Regions from separate parts of the Bombyx mori genome. Here region 1 is linked to region 2. Evidence: chromatin contacts called from public Hi-C data. All regions are on one chromosome and are shown on one strand. Each heading gives the region's core, a stretch centred on a gene start, on an enhancer-like site or on the middle of the called end of the contact. The rest is flanking DNA. Distances are from core to core; before and after follow the strand shown.

The links. A called contact is a pair of places that touch in the nucleus more often than the background predicts.
Region 1: a contact with region 2 is called in a Hi-C map of whole pupa, with 2.3 times the contacts expected there. The contact joins the promoter of LOC101737749 here to the enhancer-like site in region 2. A contact is called at or near these places in 2 of 7 Hi-C or Micro-C datasets (both in whole pupa).

What each region holds. Positions count from the first base shown.
Region 1 is chr1:17,319,150-17,323,193 of ASM3026992v2, reverse strand. LOC101737749 (basement membrane-specific heparan sulfate proteoglycan core protein) reads left to right here and starts at 2,459. Exons shown (of 72, transcript XM_062670557.1): 1 at 2,459-2,716. The coding sequence starts at 2,657.
Region 2 is chr1:17,259,359-17,263,145 of ASM3026992v2, reverse strand. The region is part of intron 1 of LOC101737749 (basement membrane-specific heparan sulfate proteoglycan core protein); the gene reads left to right. Among protein-coding and RNA genes, the nearest start is that of LOC134199518, 49 kb to the right of the region's middle. Within about 2 kb of position 2,390, at least 6 of the 8 cell types and tissues checked have open chromatin away from gene starts, as enhancers often do.

The DNA.
Region 1 (4,044 bases), core at 1,210-3,709, 60 kb before region 2:
CCACCGCCCTGCCTATTTCTGCCGTGAAGCAGTAATGCGTTTCAGTTTGAAGGGTGGGGCAGCCGTTGTAACTATACTTGAGACCTTAGAACTTATATCTCAAGGTGGGTGGCGCATTTACGTTGTAGATGTCTATGGGCTCCGGTAACCACTTAACACCAGGTGGGCTGTGAGCTCGTCCACCCACCTAAGCAATAAAAAAAAATAAAAAAATATTAGAGTGATTGAAGAGGAAGGTTTATATGTATAATAACATCCATTAAGTAGTGGAGAAATACTGTTATCAATAATAAATTACAGTTGCCTAAGCGAAGCGAGGGCGGATCGCTATTTATATAATAATCTATAATATAATAATCTATAATATAATTTAAAAAAACGTGTGGCACTCAGGAACTGCCGCGGTAAAGCTATTGCATAGCATTTTTTATCAAGCATTCTGGCTTGAACAGTGCGACAGCCGTTTTTCAAGATAACTGAGACCATAACCTCATATGCAAAGGCTCCCAGTGAACACTTAACTCTAAATAGGCCGTGAAGTCGTTCACATCACTACGTAACTAAAAAAAATGAAGCAGCTATTATAAAAAACATTATTAAGTGGTTACTGGAGCCTATAGATATCCATAGCGTAAATTCTACAAACTGCCTTGAGATATGAGTTCTGGGTTTCAATTTTACAGTTGCCCCACCCTTCAAACAGGAACGCGTTACTGCTGCGCGGCAGAAATAGGTAAGGTGTTGGTATCTAACCGTACGGGCTCCCAAGACGCCCTACCAGCAATAATTATGTAAATCATAGGTTAGTTTATAGGTTATATATTTATAGGTTGTAGGTTAGACTTTACATTCTATTCATCGTAACAAGCGAACAAGATAAGCTACATTTCCTCAACTTGAGCATTCACTTGCCACGAGACGTTGTAATTCGAAAAACGAAAAAAAAAATCTATAAAATAATTCTTTATACCAGAACCGTAACGTTGGAAGTGGCACTTTGTAATCACACAAAGATCAACTTCACAACAATAGCGAATAAAGCTATGTTTCATTCAAGTTTATTTCGAACATTTCACTAACTATTCTAGCCATTATTTTAGGTATCTTGACAAACTTCATAATCGATTCTGAGTTTTCGAATGATTCGCTTTTGATGTCTTCTCCCTAGTTTTAAGTGAAATGTATTTATTTCTAAAAGGAAAAATACTCAGTATAATTCAACTCAAGACGACTTGTATCTCGTCATTCATTACTGCTATTATCGCTGTATAAGGCGACCTACGACCGCCATGATCGATACTGGTTACCGTCGGACATCGATTGTCATGAGTATCATCGTGGGTAGAGCCACGGTCAAGCCACTCCCTACCCCTAAGTAGATGAATGCACTGATCACAGGTCGCAGGTTTCAACCCTTGTAGTATTTATCATTAGTACTTGTAGTTCGATTATAATATAATGTATTGTATTATGGCATAGTTGTATATGACCATGACCAAATTAACTAACTATAAAATGAATGAGCTGTTCGTCTGAATACTTCAATTAAATATGCGTCAGGGCCTCTTGAACTATAATAAGATAATTTTCGTTCACGGCAAAGGCATCTTAAAAAACATGCACCAACCGATCGTAATCTCTAAATACAATCACGTTTTTAAAAAGAAAGCAATTAAACTTGCATGTAAGACACTAAGCCCTTTCAGTAAAATATTTCAAAACAAAAATAACGAAAGAAACAGCTTCTGTTGCTCAGATATCTAATTGACTCGATATCTTAAGAGTGTCTTATTTGTTCCTCACAGCCTTTCAAATTAAAATTATCTTCAACGTGAACTTTGTGGGTTATCAAAAAAAAACATTGTGCTATAAAAATTGCAGAACAAACTCAGTTAATTACATGTAATCGAAAAAGCCGAAATAAGATATTTATGTCATGAAATCGTCCGACACACTTGTTTTTACTGCTTTTAAATTTATTGTCAAGCTCTATAAATGTGTATCATCTATGTCAAAGGCTTCCGAAAATTGAGGGAGCCCAGTACATTTAGAGACTTTGTATTCGCGCCAATAACTTTATTTACGTTGATATCTTTCGCATTTTCTAGCTTTTCTTACCAGCCAAAGCGAGCTCTGTAGTAAAGATCTAGGTGCGTCAAGCAAATAAAAGCGATATCAACTAGTGAATCATGACTGAAAAACTCCTTACCAACTTTGTCTTAAAAACCAAAGGTAACATTTACATTAAAAGAAGCAGTCTCAGTTATGACATTTCGTCATTAGAAAGCGTCGTGTGATAAGCGCATGAGAGGGGTCATAGAACTTTACAGGGCTGGTACGTGACCGCGGGACCAATATACGTGCCGAACCGTTTTTAGCATGTTTTAGGTTCAGCACCCAGGTGGTCGTTTTAGATGATTTTTAGCAATGTATAAAGCGCATTCCGGCTGCGTAGGTTGCATTTGGATGCGGGAGGATACGTGCGCTGCGGGACTAGAGCTGGGAGTTGGGACGTAGAGTTGACGTCGTGAGGCGATCGAGACGAGGCGACCATCATTCGCGGGCCGACAGTCGGGTAGCGCGGTCGTCGTCTGCGCTCTCGACGGACACCGGAATAAACTTTTCAACATTCGTCTTTTACATCTGACGGAGAAAAATGAGGGCTGGAGGGCTCCTGGCGGCAGCCCTTCTGCTGCTCAGCACCTTTACTATCCAGGTGAGTCTAAAATTTAGCTCGCAGAACTAACAATAAAAGTTTGCAAAAACTTTTAGCGAAGCCTCAAGTTACTTTTCGCATAAGTTGTTTTATTTATTTACTTATGTTTCTCTATAGGTTCCCTATGTTGTTCCGCTGAATAAAATTATGTATGTGGTCACGAGAACCGGTTTTAGCGACTGCTGATTGTATTCGAACTTTAACTTCGTCGTTAAGTTTAACGTCGACGAAAATTTCACGAAATGTTCGAATTAACTTCGTTTAAGAATAAGATAATTTATATTGTTTTCTTTACTACTGGTATTTGTTGGGTTGTTCTAAATTTAATAGATTATATGACCTAAGCACGCGTATCTATCGATAATGTTGATAGAACTGTAAAAAACTCGATAAATTTTAACCTACTTGCGTCCACTTGTAGGTAATTGAAAGTATAATAAAATTATTTTCCTTATTATCATTTTATTGAGGAATATAATCGTAAGCGTTATTATTTTAACAGCTGCTTAGTATTTAATTTGGTTTCAGTTTCGTATGCCATTGTACTAAATATCGAAATGATTATGAATGTTGATACAAGCGAACGAGACTCGCGTCTCCTTGCAACGTAAAATTGTTAAACATTAAAAGTTCAATGGATATTATTAATTTTAATAAGAAATGGAAAAGACAAAGACCAGATCTTACACTTTGTCTAAAAATTATAATCATATTTTTTCATGACTGAAAAATATTACCAATTAAACACCAGTAAAAACGCCGTAATGTTTATAACATTTATTTGATTTTGTTTTCAAATGCACTGATTTTCTGAATATTTTGTATTAGAAAAAAAAAGTAATTAATCACAGAATATATAAAATATGCAAATGAATTTATAACAAAGGACTTACAGACATCTTTTAATTTAAAAAGTAAATACATGAGACTGTCAATATTTTCTTCTCAGTCTGTTCTGATTGTAAGCTAATTTCTGAAATAACTAAATTGAGAGGTCTTTCAATAGCAGATAGATGGCTTCTCAATGAAATTTAATATTTTTTTCTCGGATATATTTGGAAAAACGTTAAGGGAGGAAAGATTTTAACGTGGAACACAAATTGAAGATTGCCTATACTAAAACTATGTTATGGATTCTATTTGGATTCTAAAAGTTATTCGAAGGAACATCATGCCGTAATTCTAGAATTTAATCTGATTTTAAAGTCACAGACTGAAACGAAAGTTCCCCGAAAAATCGACAACAACCGAACGTGTTTTATATTAAAGTAGCTCAAGTCAATTTCGATGTTTGGAATGTTGAACAATTCAACGACAACACGAAAATG
Region 2 (3,787 bases), core at 1,141-3,640:
CAATTCCGGTTAGAGCCCCGTGAGCTCACGTACATGTTAGGACGAAGCTGAAATAGCCTCTCAAGGCTATCAACACAGGTAGGAAAAATGTTCCATTGGAGTAACACAAATTTATTAACGAACCTTTTTTATTTTATTATTCAAAACTAAATTAGAAATAAATAAAAAGAGTTTCTATTGTATGTTTTAGCAATATTATTATAAATACGTAGGCTACAAGTGCTCATTGTGACCGAAACTTTGTTGACTTCGGCATTTATCAAGATTGGCTTAATAAGCAGGCCGTGTGAGTTCTACAATAATATTTAATGCCTTTCGGTTTACGACTACATTAAATTGAGCGAATTTGTGTCTCGTCTATTGAAGGTAATGCGATACTAGGATTTTATGGGCGTACGCAAATTGATGTTAATAAAATGGTGGAGCAACTAGAATTTGAACGAACTAAGCTTTATTAGTCAGTACGTACTGCCAGGAAACAAGATGGTTGCATATTTCAATAGAACTCAAGAGATTCAAGCTTATTGAATTTTCATATTAATTTTTAGATGGGTATTTCAAAATTAAAATTTATATTTATGTAAGATAATTACAACTCCAATGTATGTGACGTGTCAACTTTTGTGTATATTATTATAATATACATATTTCTTAAATCATTTCCGATCTAAAGGTTTATAGCTAGTATAAAAATATAACTGAAAAATTAAACATTTAGTACTAATCGATTAAGAAGGGCGTGATCGTTTGCTTTTTTACTTATATAACAAAAGGATCAATTAAACCCATTTCTTTCGCTGATTTCAATCAGAGATGCATGTAATGTGTTATAATTAGTTATCTATATATTAATACGTGAAGCAAAAACTTTGTATCCCTTTTTACGAAAATTGCGCGGACGGAGGAGAATGAAATTTTCCACACTTATAGAAGAAGTGTACAATGCTAATATTTTTTTAGAATAATGCATAAAAGATACATTAAATCAATAAAGAAAACATTACACACACTACGTACCATGATTTGACGCACACACGCATGCATACTATTTATTGTCAAACTTTTATTCTTGACGTCTGTTCTCAAATTGAGATTAAATATTGTTTGTCTTTGTTAATATTTTTTATAGTGTAGTCTTGGCGAAATTTGTGATTATAGAAGTATAAAATACAATCATAATAGTGTACAAACTTACAATTCCAATTAATTATAGTCGAATTTCGACTACTGCGGGACCTCTAGTTTACTATAAAATTAAAACTTACTTAATTTACGATTGGTATACATAAAAAAAAAGAGAGATTACTGCAGCATACATAATTCGCGATATTAAAGACATAAGATCGAATATTAGGTGTAAGGCAAAATTTCAAAAAATTATGTAAGGACAAAAAATTGCATGGACGAGTCTGTATAACAATGATTTTTATTAGGCAAACGAGTGATCGAGCTCATAGTACATCTGGTGTTAAGTGGTTACCGAAATCCATAGACATCCCAATTTGTATACCGTCACCCATTTTGATACTAAGGTCTACACTGTCTATAGTCTCAACTGTAATTAATACATGTTCGCTGTCCTTTCTAACTGGAGCGTATGACTGCTTCATCGCGGAAATAGGCAGCATAGTGAAACCTACCCGTGCTGGCTCACAATACACCACCGATAAAAGTATACTGGCCTAAATCGTTTTTAGTTTACAGAATTGTAACATGACTTATTCCGCACGTTACATTCGCGGAGATCTGATTCTTCGCGACTCGTAAAGGCTATAAATTTAGCGATTGTTGACAGTTAAGCAGAACCTCGTGCTCGTTGCGTGTTTTCCAACTGCGAACACATTCAACACTGTGCTCGATCCAGCAATGTTTCATAATTTAAGGCACCTTTTAATGTTTCCGGCTATAAGTACTTTAAAACATTTCTATTAAACTGGCAAATTCATTTAACACTTACAGTGATTTGAAACAAAAAAAAGTAGATAGAAATAACCAAATTTTCTCACAAAAATTAGATCCAGTACTTAATCAAAGGTACTTTAAACTTTAATTTCGTATTCAAGAATAGCCGTTTAAGCTTTGAAAGCTTGTTGCTGTGGTCACGGACAAATTGAATGCGGCTAATAATTATCTTCAAAGCTTTACAATCGTACACATTTTGATGCATTCAAAATAAACAGTTAAATAAGAAATCATAAAATTAAAATGTAAAACAAGTCACGTCGGTAACTCGCGGACGCTTGCATTATTTTCTAAGGTACCGGATAATAATTTATGTTGAGACACTGTGTCGAGCACTGTGCGTCCGTGTTGCTGTGGGCTGTACAAAACGCTCCACAGAATCGAGCTGGCCCATTAGCTTGCTGGTCGTGTCGTTCACACGCGCAGACGGATCATGTTGGACTAACTAAAATTGCAAAGAAATCCCCCGTTGTTCAGACGACCCCACACTCCCCTAATTGGGGCTCGAGCGTCGATTTATTTGGGAATCATGACCTCTGGCGGTCGTTTTAATGACGACTTTATGATCTCTGTGTCCGGTCGTTGGCTTTTTAGCATTTTTGTCGTATTAACGCTCGAGACGCGACCTCCTTGAAACTTTGTAATTTATACAGCCGTTTAATGTACTGTAAGGATATGATGTAACTGTATAGGAAAAAAAATAACTTGAATGCTTCTTTTAGTTTGCGGCTTAAACGCTGCGTCATTTTTATATTATATTGTAGTGCAAGACAATTTCTAGGGTGGCGATTCTAAGAATTTCAGGGCGTTGTTTCGCATTTCAATGATACTTCGCAGAACTGACTTTATTATTACCAGAGGTCGGGTTATGTTGTTTTGTTGTTCGAAGTATAAAATATTGTCTATTAGTCTCTTTGAATGATAAGATAGTAAAAGAAATTGAGACGTATTTTCCGGTTATTTAACAGAGATTCAGTTTTGCTGATCTCCTGCTCTCCTGTAGATATTTTCATTTATGTTATGCTTATTGGTATTGTTAGTGACAAAATTAAAGAAATACTGAACTAGAAATCGGTTAAGTTAAAGACAACATAAGACCGCAATTTGTGTCGTGTGTGCTTTACAGTTGATTCCCCGAGATTGTTTTAGTGGAGGAAACGGAGGAGAGATGTCTTAAATTAGGACGAATTACAAGTGTCATTTCGTGGTTACATACTTAGGATTGGGATTATGTGCGGATTGGTATATAAAGGCTCGTGATTGGACGAGGCACGCCCCATCCCGCCCCCGCGCTGTTCTTGATTTGACTGCCCCACTTGTTAGAATATTCTTTGAGAGTTTTCCCACGGGACCTCAGAGTGTCGGTGCCTCAGAATTCAAAGATATAGTCAGTTCACTTTGGGGCTTCGGCCATTGTATATGAATGAGACTTATCTGGCACTGTATGTGTTCTAGCATTTAGCGTTGTCTTTTTTTCTTTCCGTTTCTTTTCTTTTAGTATTTATTTAATATTGAATTGTTTTTGAAGTCTAAAATAAATAACACAGTTAGAAATTACATCGTTTTCCTCTTCTCTGAAATGTAATTCGTTACATTATGACAATTTTTATTAATAAACTGCTCTACAACAATTAACCATACTCATACTTGTAAAATGGAATGTGTGGAACATTCAAAATGTGTTTAACGTGTTTATTATTTTATTATAATATAACGCTCGTACATTTATAAATGAAATATAGAAGCTTGGAGTTTATTTAGTTAGTTTATGTGTTATATTAATTTTAATGAAGCAATTATACAATATTTCATCGATATCGAAAAA